Linked DNA regions of Gasterosteus aculeatus: region 1 is linked to region 2. The links are chromatin contacts, called in public Hi-C maps. All regions are on one chromosome and are shown on one strand. The core of a region is the stretch at or near the end of the contact, and the rest is flanking DNA. Distances in the headings are between cores, read along the strand shown. Region 1 holds the start of sncgb (synuclein, gamma b (breast cancer-specific protein 1)). Region 2 overlaps usp54b (ubiquitin specific peptidase 54b).

Evidence for each region. Hi-C and Micro-C count contacts between places; a contact is called where the count stands out from the background.
Region 1: a Hi-C map of skeletal muscle shows a contact between it and region 2, with 2.4 times the contacts expected there. The contact joins the promoter of sncgb here to the enhancer-like site in region 2. A contact is called at or near these places in 2 of 6 Hi-C or Micro-C datasets (both in skeletal muscle).

Annotation. Positions count from the first base shown.
Region 1 is chr5:10,723,234-10,727,053 of fGasAcu3.hap1.1, forward strand. sncgb (synuclein, gamma b (breast cancer-specific protein 1)) reads left to right here and starts at 2,071. Exons shown (of 5, transcript XM_040175977.2): 1 at 2,071-2,585. The coding sequence starts at 2,465. ldb3b (LIM domain binding 3b) reads left to right here. Exons shown (of 10, transcript XM_040175972.2): 10 at 1-139.
Region 2 is chr5:10,677,672-10,681,665 of fGasAcu3.hap1.1, forward strand. It overlaps usp54b (ubiquitin specific peptidase 54b), which reads left to right. Exons shown (of 21, transcript XR_005712248.2): 16 at 332-479; 17 at 2,235-3,058. Among protein-coding and RNA genes, the nearest start is that of opn4b, 20 kb to the right of the region's middle. Within about 2 kb of position 2,255, at least 5 of the 9 cell types and tissues checked have open chromatin away from gene starts, as enhancers often do.

The DNA of each region.
Region 1 (3,820 bases), core at 821-3,320, 45 kb after region 2:
ACAAACGTAGGAATTCTAACACCAAGCATGCTTGTGAGAATGGACACATAGACGTTAACAAACAACAGAGTATGTAAAAAAGAAATGCACTCGAAAATGTACTTATATCAATGTGAATAAATGTTTTCTTAAAACCATACAGCTGAGTGAAATGAAATGAACTTGTCACTCTCCTTTTTGGGAATCTAAAAACTGCAGGCATGACGAATGGAGCCGTGATTGATCGAAATAGACCTTCAGTGATCGAAATAGACCTTCGGTGATTGGACGATTGGACATCATCCGAAGGGAAATTGTTGCTATTCACGAATAAAAGGATATTCTCAAAATTCAATATTCATAACTAGAGAACAATTTGTGTTTGTTTATATGTTAATATATGCAAAGAAGAAACCTGTTTTACTCATATTAACTCTATTAACTATATTAAAGTAATTGGATATTAACATTAACTCTTAATTGGAAACAGCAGAGACTAATACAATTAAATTGGAGTTATAACTTATAACACTGAGCATTGCCTTTGCTGTCTGGTGATCCAGTCCTCACTATGATACATGTATCATTATAATATACACATGCAGGCTAGGGTTGCATACAGTCTGACAGGTGGAGCAGGCCCTGAACTTTTAAATGAAACCTGCAAGTTAAATCAGTCTCCAGTAAACCAGGCTTTCTCTGGATGTCTGAGGTCCTCATCGTGTCTTTGTCTCCACAATCTCATGTTTCAGTCACTAACAAGAGCTTGTGCAAACTGCCGTGATTCACATTTAGATTATAAAATGTAATCAAACTTCTGCTTTCCATCTTGCATTTCGCCAGAATTGTAATTAGACCTTGATTTAGAGACTATAAATCATCACACCCGCTGAGCAGTATGAAACTTTACCCACGTTGTGCTGTTGCACATACATGACCCAAAGGAGCCAGTGCACGTGGAGATACCTGCATGGAGCAAACCAGGAGATCACATGCAAATGTCAAAGGGAAAATAATTCTCATTGCATGTTGTATTACAAGCGCTGGGATGCAGAAATCCATCAATAAATATCTTGGAATACTGTAATCTTCTGATTACAGCATTTCAAATAGGCCAAGATTTAACCCAAGAGGAATCAACAGACAAGCTCCCACCACATATAGAATTAATGCCCATAATCTGGCCTTTGAAACTGTTCGCTATTAGTTTCTAGAAGAAATGTATCCATTACTAAAATGCAGATAAATTTAAACAGTCAGAGCCCTCAGTCAGCTGTCCTGCTGTGTCATGATGTCATGAGTGTGTAGCCCACTAGAGGGCAGTGAGATTATGTACAGAAACACTCAAACCAGAAGACATCCTCCTTTCTATGAACGTCACTGTGCTAAATATATCCATTTACTCTACTTTATTTCATCAGATATCAGAATGGACCAAATTCAAGTAGAAATTGGAGGGTTGTGACAGCTTATATTTCGATTGTGTTACCAAATATTGTGCTCTAAAATATAAGTGTATGTACGTGTGATGAAACAAAAATGGAGTGATTGTCTATCCGCTAAATTTCTGTTCTGCTGAGTGGGCATGTCCGGGAGAAATATGATGTGGCGAGGGGGGCAAGTGTGACTCATTAGGGTGAAGATGACAATGCATTTTCTCTCCTCCTCACAAGAATAAAAAGGGCTGCATATATATATATATATATATATATATATATATATATATATATATATATATATATATATATATATATATATATATATATATATATATATATATATATATATATATATATATTAAAAAGGGCTGCATATATATCTTATATATATAGACAACAGAGTATGTAAAAAAGAAATATAAATATATATATATATATAGGAAGTAATTCTATTGGGGGTCTAGCTGCGTGATTACAGATTACATGACGAAATCTCGCAAGGCATATGATTTGAAAAATCCTGGTGACGCTTTGCTGGTTATGTAACAGCACCCGACCTCATCGTCTAGAAAAGGTGTGTCCGGGGAAATCTGCCAATCAAAATACACAAACGGCAAGCCGGAGGCTGCGCTGAGCATGACTAAGAATCCTCCGGAGACAGATGGATGACAGGCGGAGGTGTGGCTGAACCGCGGGCTTGCAGCATGACTTGAAAATGCTGCAGCATCCGGCCGTCCCTCCTCCTCCTCCTCCTCTTCCTCCCTCTCCTCCTCCTCTTCCTCCTCTCTCCATCTTGTGCGTACCGGCTGTTTCCTCCCCCCTCTTTCTCCCAGTCTGCGTGCTGTAGTCCTGCCGTGCAGTCCTCTCAGACCTCTGTTGTAGCACCAAAGGGAGGAGGAGCCACCAGCACACAAACACACACACACGCACACACGCATACTGCCACAGACACACACGCTCACTCCCGTCATCTCTTCTGCACGCTCGCTGTAATCACCAGACAGGCCCGTTTGGAGCAAGGGAGCCCAGCCGTCTCGTTGCCCAGGATGGATGTATTTATGAAGGGGTTCTCCATGGCCAAGGAGGGTGTGGTGGCCGCTGCAGAGAAGACCAAAGCCGGCATGGAGGAGGCAGCAGCTAAGACCAAGGAAGGGGTGATGTATGTAGGTACGTAGCACATCGTGTCTGCAGAGCTGCACCGGGTTGTATTAAAAAAACGAAAGTAGGTAAGTTTGGGAGCAATGACCCCATTTGTGTGTGTGTGTGTGTGTGTGTGTGTGTGTGTGTGTGTGTGTGTGTGTGTGTGTGTGTGTGTGTGTGTGTGTGTGTGTGTGTTTGTGTGGTAGCACCGTGAGTTTTTGCACCGTTGCAGGGGGGTCCCATGGGTGTCCATGTCTGGGACACTTCTGAGGAGCGACAAGAACAGAGGGAGGTGAAGAAGGAGGGAAGAAGGAGGGGACGGAGAGAGCACTGGCGAGATACTGCTGCAGGACTGGTGCAGGGCAGAGGGTGGGGGTCTGAACGATTGAAGGATAGATGAGGTGAGGAGGGGTAGTTAGATGGAGATTGAAGTTTTAATCACGTAGCAGTACAGTAGCTGCAGGAGAATCGGTCTTCAGTGTTTTCTGAGAAATAAGAATAATTGAAATAGGAGAGGAGCGGAAAGATGCATTCTGCAGGATCTCTTGATTGCAACACCTCAAGCTTTTGTCATTTGCCCAATTTCCTCCACATTGAATGGTTTGTGGAGCCGTTTGCAGAAAGACAGGACAGGATTTACTCGACGTCCACAGAGTCCACAGGGATTCAATTTACAGAATAGTTGCCCTGCATGTGCTAGGCTGCATGCCTTTTTTAAAGGTATAACCATGGGTAACAAAATATAAACGTGTGAAGTCGCATTTAACGATGCAAGTACATGAGAACGGACACAGATAAAAAATGTGGAAAAGCTTCCAGTTGCTTTATGGTCAAGCTACGTTTTCCTGTTCTCCTCCGTTAGCTCAAGCAGCAAATGCGTCACATCTCAAGGTTACCTCGAGTGCCAGGCTTTTAGGCCGCCAGGAAGGGGAGGGGCCTTCTGATAGTAGGAGGATGGTCGAGGACTTGTCACAGTGGAATTCTTTGTCGTCGCCTGCAGTCGGATGCTTTCGTCACACGGCGGCTTCAAAAAAATCATGGTGATGATGATGAATGAGAAGAAGAAAAGAAATGCGATGGCATGAATGCAGGAGTCGACGTCCCGAGCTGAGAGTCGTGAGGAACGTGAAGAAGAGAGGGCAAGGATCACTTGAGCACTGCAGCAATTTACTCTCCCAGCACACCCTCCGACCTCAGCCCACGCTCGCGCTGGAGAACGCGCGTGCGTGTGTGTGTGTGTGTGTGTGTGTGTGTGTGCGCGT
Region 2 (3,994 bases), core at 1,005-3,504:
ACGTTTGTCTTTTCAAATGATCAAAACTTTTCGACCTGGATTTGGCTCCATACAAACATGTGTAAATTACACACCCATTGACTTACAGTAGAGGAGCGTAAGCATGCCGGCCCCCTCATAACATAACCACTCCTTCTGCCCTGCTTCTACCGTCTCTCCTCTTGTCTCCTCCATCCTTATCCTTTGTCTCCGTCTCCCTCTGGTACTCTCGTTGGGGTTTTCCCTCCTCTTGCGTCCCCCCTCGCTCTCTCCTCCTCTCTGCCGCTCTGTCCTTATATCTTCCTGTCTTTTTTCTCTTTTTTCTCTCCCACTCTGTGGTTAACATCCTCAGCTGTGCTCAGACCCCTGCATGAGGCTAACGCTCATAGCGGATTGGTTGTAGCCGCGTGCATGAGGAGCACTGGGGGCCCAATCAAACGCAGGCAGGAACAGGAAACGGAACGGGAGACAGGAAGCACCCGCCCACAGGGGCCTCGCAGGTACCACCACTGTCCCAACCCCCCTTTGTGTGTCCGCAGCGGTGCCTGTCTCAAAACCTCCTCAGACCCCCCCTGCCTCCTCCCTCCCTCACTGGGTGTGTGTCCTCGGCTCGAGAGCTGTCCTTAAACCCGGGACCCCCCTGTGTGTGTGTGTGTGTGTGTCCTCTGGGTACTGGCTGTCTAAAAAAAAAAAAAAAACACCTCAACACCCTCATGTTTGTGTCTTCAGCTCATGGCTGCCCGGAAGCGCTGCACAACCCCCCCCGTTGTGTGTTTGCGCCTCAGTCACAGTGTGTGTGTGTGTGTGTGTGTGTGTGTGTGTGTGTGTGTGTGTGTGTGCGCTTTCTCAAAAAACACATTTGACTGTGTACAGCAACTTCTTTTGCCCTCCGTGTTTGTGTGTATGTTGCAGTGCGGTAAAAAAACAAAAAAGGCCGGCTTCGCTCGGCTTTGTGTAGCCGTCGAGGACGAGGAGAGAGGAAGCGAGGAAGCGGGGATGCTCTCTGCTTTGCTGCTTCGCGACGCTGCCGAGGCTTCCCTCTGCTTTTTGTTTCTTTTGCCCTTTGCCGCTGTGTCTGTGTGTGACGGAAGGTCGGTCGGCCTCCTCGCGTGTCCCTCGCGTGGGAAAGAGAGCTTTACTAGTTTTTCATGATGAGGTTCGCATTTAATTTTTAAAGAGAGAGGCAGCTTATCCACTGATATTGTAGAATAAATAACATGTCATATAGTTAAATAATAATAGAGTTATTGAGCCCCAGCGTCCCATGGATTTAATTATAATTTATCTATAATATTATGCTTTGGACTGTTGGTCAGACAAAACAAGCAATTTGAGCTCGTCCTGTTGAGTTAATGTCGTGTTTCATTAGAACTCATATTAAACTGCAGCAAAAAATTTGTAAGAAAAATCGATTGATTGTAAATCCACCAGCAGGAGGGTGGGCAGAGGGAGGAGATAAAGCCCGGCGCTGGGCTTCTTTTATTACCTTCCTCCTCTCCTCTATTGATCAACACAAGCTCCAGATTTATAGCTTGCTGTTGCAAAGCCTGCTGGGTAATTACTGAGGCTGGAAAGAGACGAGAGAGTTGAGTGTGGGGGGGATGGGGGCTCACGCACACACAGACAGGTTAGTGCACAACCTCTTTTAAAAAAAACAGACACACACATTTACACACTTGTGCTCTTGTCACATACGCACACAAACACGCATTAGTTTACTCTACACACACACACACACACACACACACACACACACCGATAGAGTACAGAATCACTGCAGAGAGGAAACCACTAATGTTCAACATAGATCATGTCCTCCACATATCAACGCATGTAAATCAATAACCTAACATAGTGGCCCGCCGAGACCGAATTACTGCAGACTGTCGAGGCCACATTCATTTTCAGCGTTGATCTACTGGATCAGCACAGCAGCGCGCAGATTGCTGTCTGGTAACGACATTCAATTCTTCGGAGCCTTCGGGTGTGCTGGAGGGTTCGGCCTGACGGTCACCGGAGCCGGAGAGCGTGTGCCTTGCTCATGGACAGCATGGCTTTGAGGCCGCTGTGTGTTTCTGCTGTGTGAAAGTGAGCTTGTATGTGTCTGTTTTCTGCTTGTTTATCCTGCTGTGCTGTGGTGACCTTCCCGCTATGCAGTAACTCACCTTACGTCAGAGCAGCTCTGTTTTTTTTATTTGGGTGGGGGGGTCCGTGCTGCTGGCTCACTGACACCCTCCTTCTCTCGTATCCTCCAGTGAACAGCCTGGCCCGGTCCAAGTACTGCTGACGCCCAATCAGGAGGAGGAAGAGGACCAGGCGACGGCCAATCAGGACGCTGCTCTGGGCCCGGACCCGCCCCCTCCACCTTATCGACCTGCTCCCCCTCGACTCCCGCTCACCCTCAGCATCCCTCACCCTTGCGCCCCTTCCGGCCAAGGGGAGGAGGAAGAGGGTGGGCCCGTGGGGAGGAGGGGGGAGCAAGGCCAGGGCGGCAGTGAGGGGACGGGGGTGAGGCTGTGCGAGTTGCTGCAGGCAGGGGGGGTGAGGGTCAGACCCCTGGGGAAGCACTTAGCCATCTCTCTGCCCTCGCTTCCTCTGCGTCTCTGGGACACACACACCACACACAGCGCGCACTCCGCACACCTTCAACCCACGCGCACACACCCTCCCCCTCCGCCCTCTCCTCCTCCCCCCTCCTCCCCGCTGCAAGCCTCTGGGCAGAGGAAACCTCTCACGCCTCTCTGGCAGCCGCCCCAGGCCCATTCCACCGGCAGCGACGCTCCGCACTGGCCGAGGCACCAGGCCGCCGGCGACAGCGGCGCGCGTCATTGGTCCTCCTGGAGTTTGGACCGCCCCGACGCCGTGGTGACGCCGTACGACACGCCCCCGGACCGATGTGTCCCCATCAGGCCGCAGACTTCCGGTCAGCGCCGCAGCCGCGGTTGCCAGTCCTCTCCGGGGCACTGCAGCTCCCAGCATGCCCCGGGGCGAGAGGGCGATCCCTGCTGTGACTGCGAAGAGGCCGAGCTGTCCGAGCTTGACTCCCTTTACCAGTCCAGTCTGCTGGCTGGAAAGACAGGTACACACGCACGCACACACACACACACACACACACAGGAGCTACCACAGTACAATTTGTGAAATTTATTACAGCGACACATTTACATTACAATTTAATTTTAATATTCAGCAGATCTGAAACAATTAGTATATTAATTATTTAATTTGTCAATTGTCAGAACATTGAATTTTGATTATCTATTCATTAATTAAACCAATTTATCAGACATTGTTGATAGGGAATGTGTCACTGTTAAAACAACAGTTCAAAGTTTGATTCCTATGGACAAAGCTATTCTGAAATGGAAACAAAAATCAGGTTTAGAATTTAAAACAAATAAAACCCTTTGTCCCAGTTCTACTCTACATGCGCTGTGCAGGTTTGGAGTGTGTTCGTAATGAAAAGGAGAGAGTTCTACAAATGAAAATGGATGAGCCACAAAAAAAAAAAAACCTCCTTTTAAAATATGTTATTTAAATAGGCATTAAAGCTTGGGGCCAAAATATAGATTTTTAAGGGGAATTGGTAGTATTTTATGGTCTCATTACCTGATATTCAGTATAAAATAATAATAATGTTGTATATGTAATATACAAACTGCAAAAGACAGTAAACTAAAAACATTGTAAAGTAGAGATAATTTATATTTTCTGCACACAATTTGTAGCACAAGTGGGTTTATGCAGGTTGTTGCTGCTGATTCTGGGAAATTTCAATATTCTTTTTCTTGTAAAACACAAAGGCCTTTTGGTGTGCTCACATGTTACTTTATGAAATCTCAGAACTATATATTAACATGTTTCCAAATCGTAATTACGCTAAAATATTAACACATTTATCTGGAGACTTTTTAATTTGCTGAGACGGTGCCACCATAAAATAAACCCTCCTCGGTTTTATGAGTTTATTCGATAAGCGGCTGCAACAGAAGTCTTGTTGAATAAATAAATAATC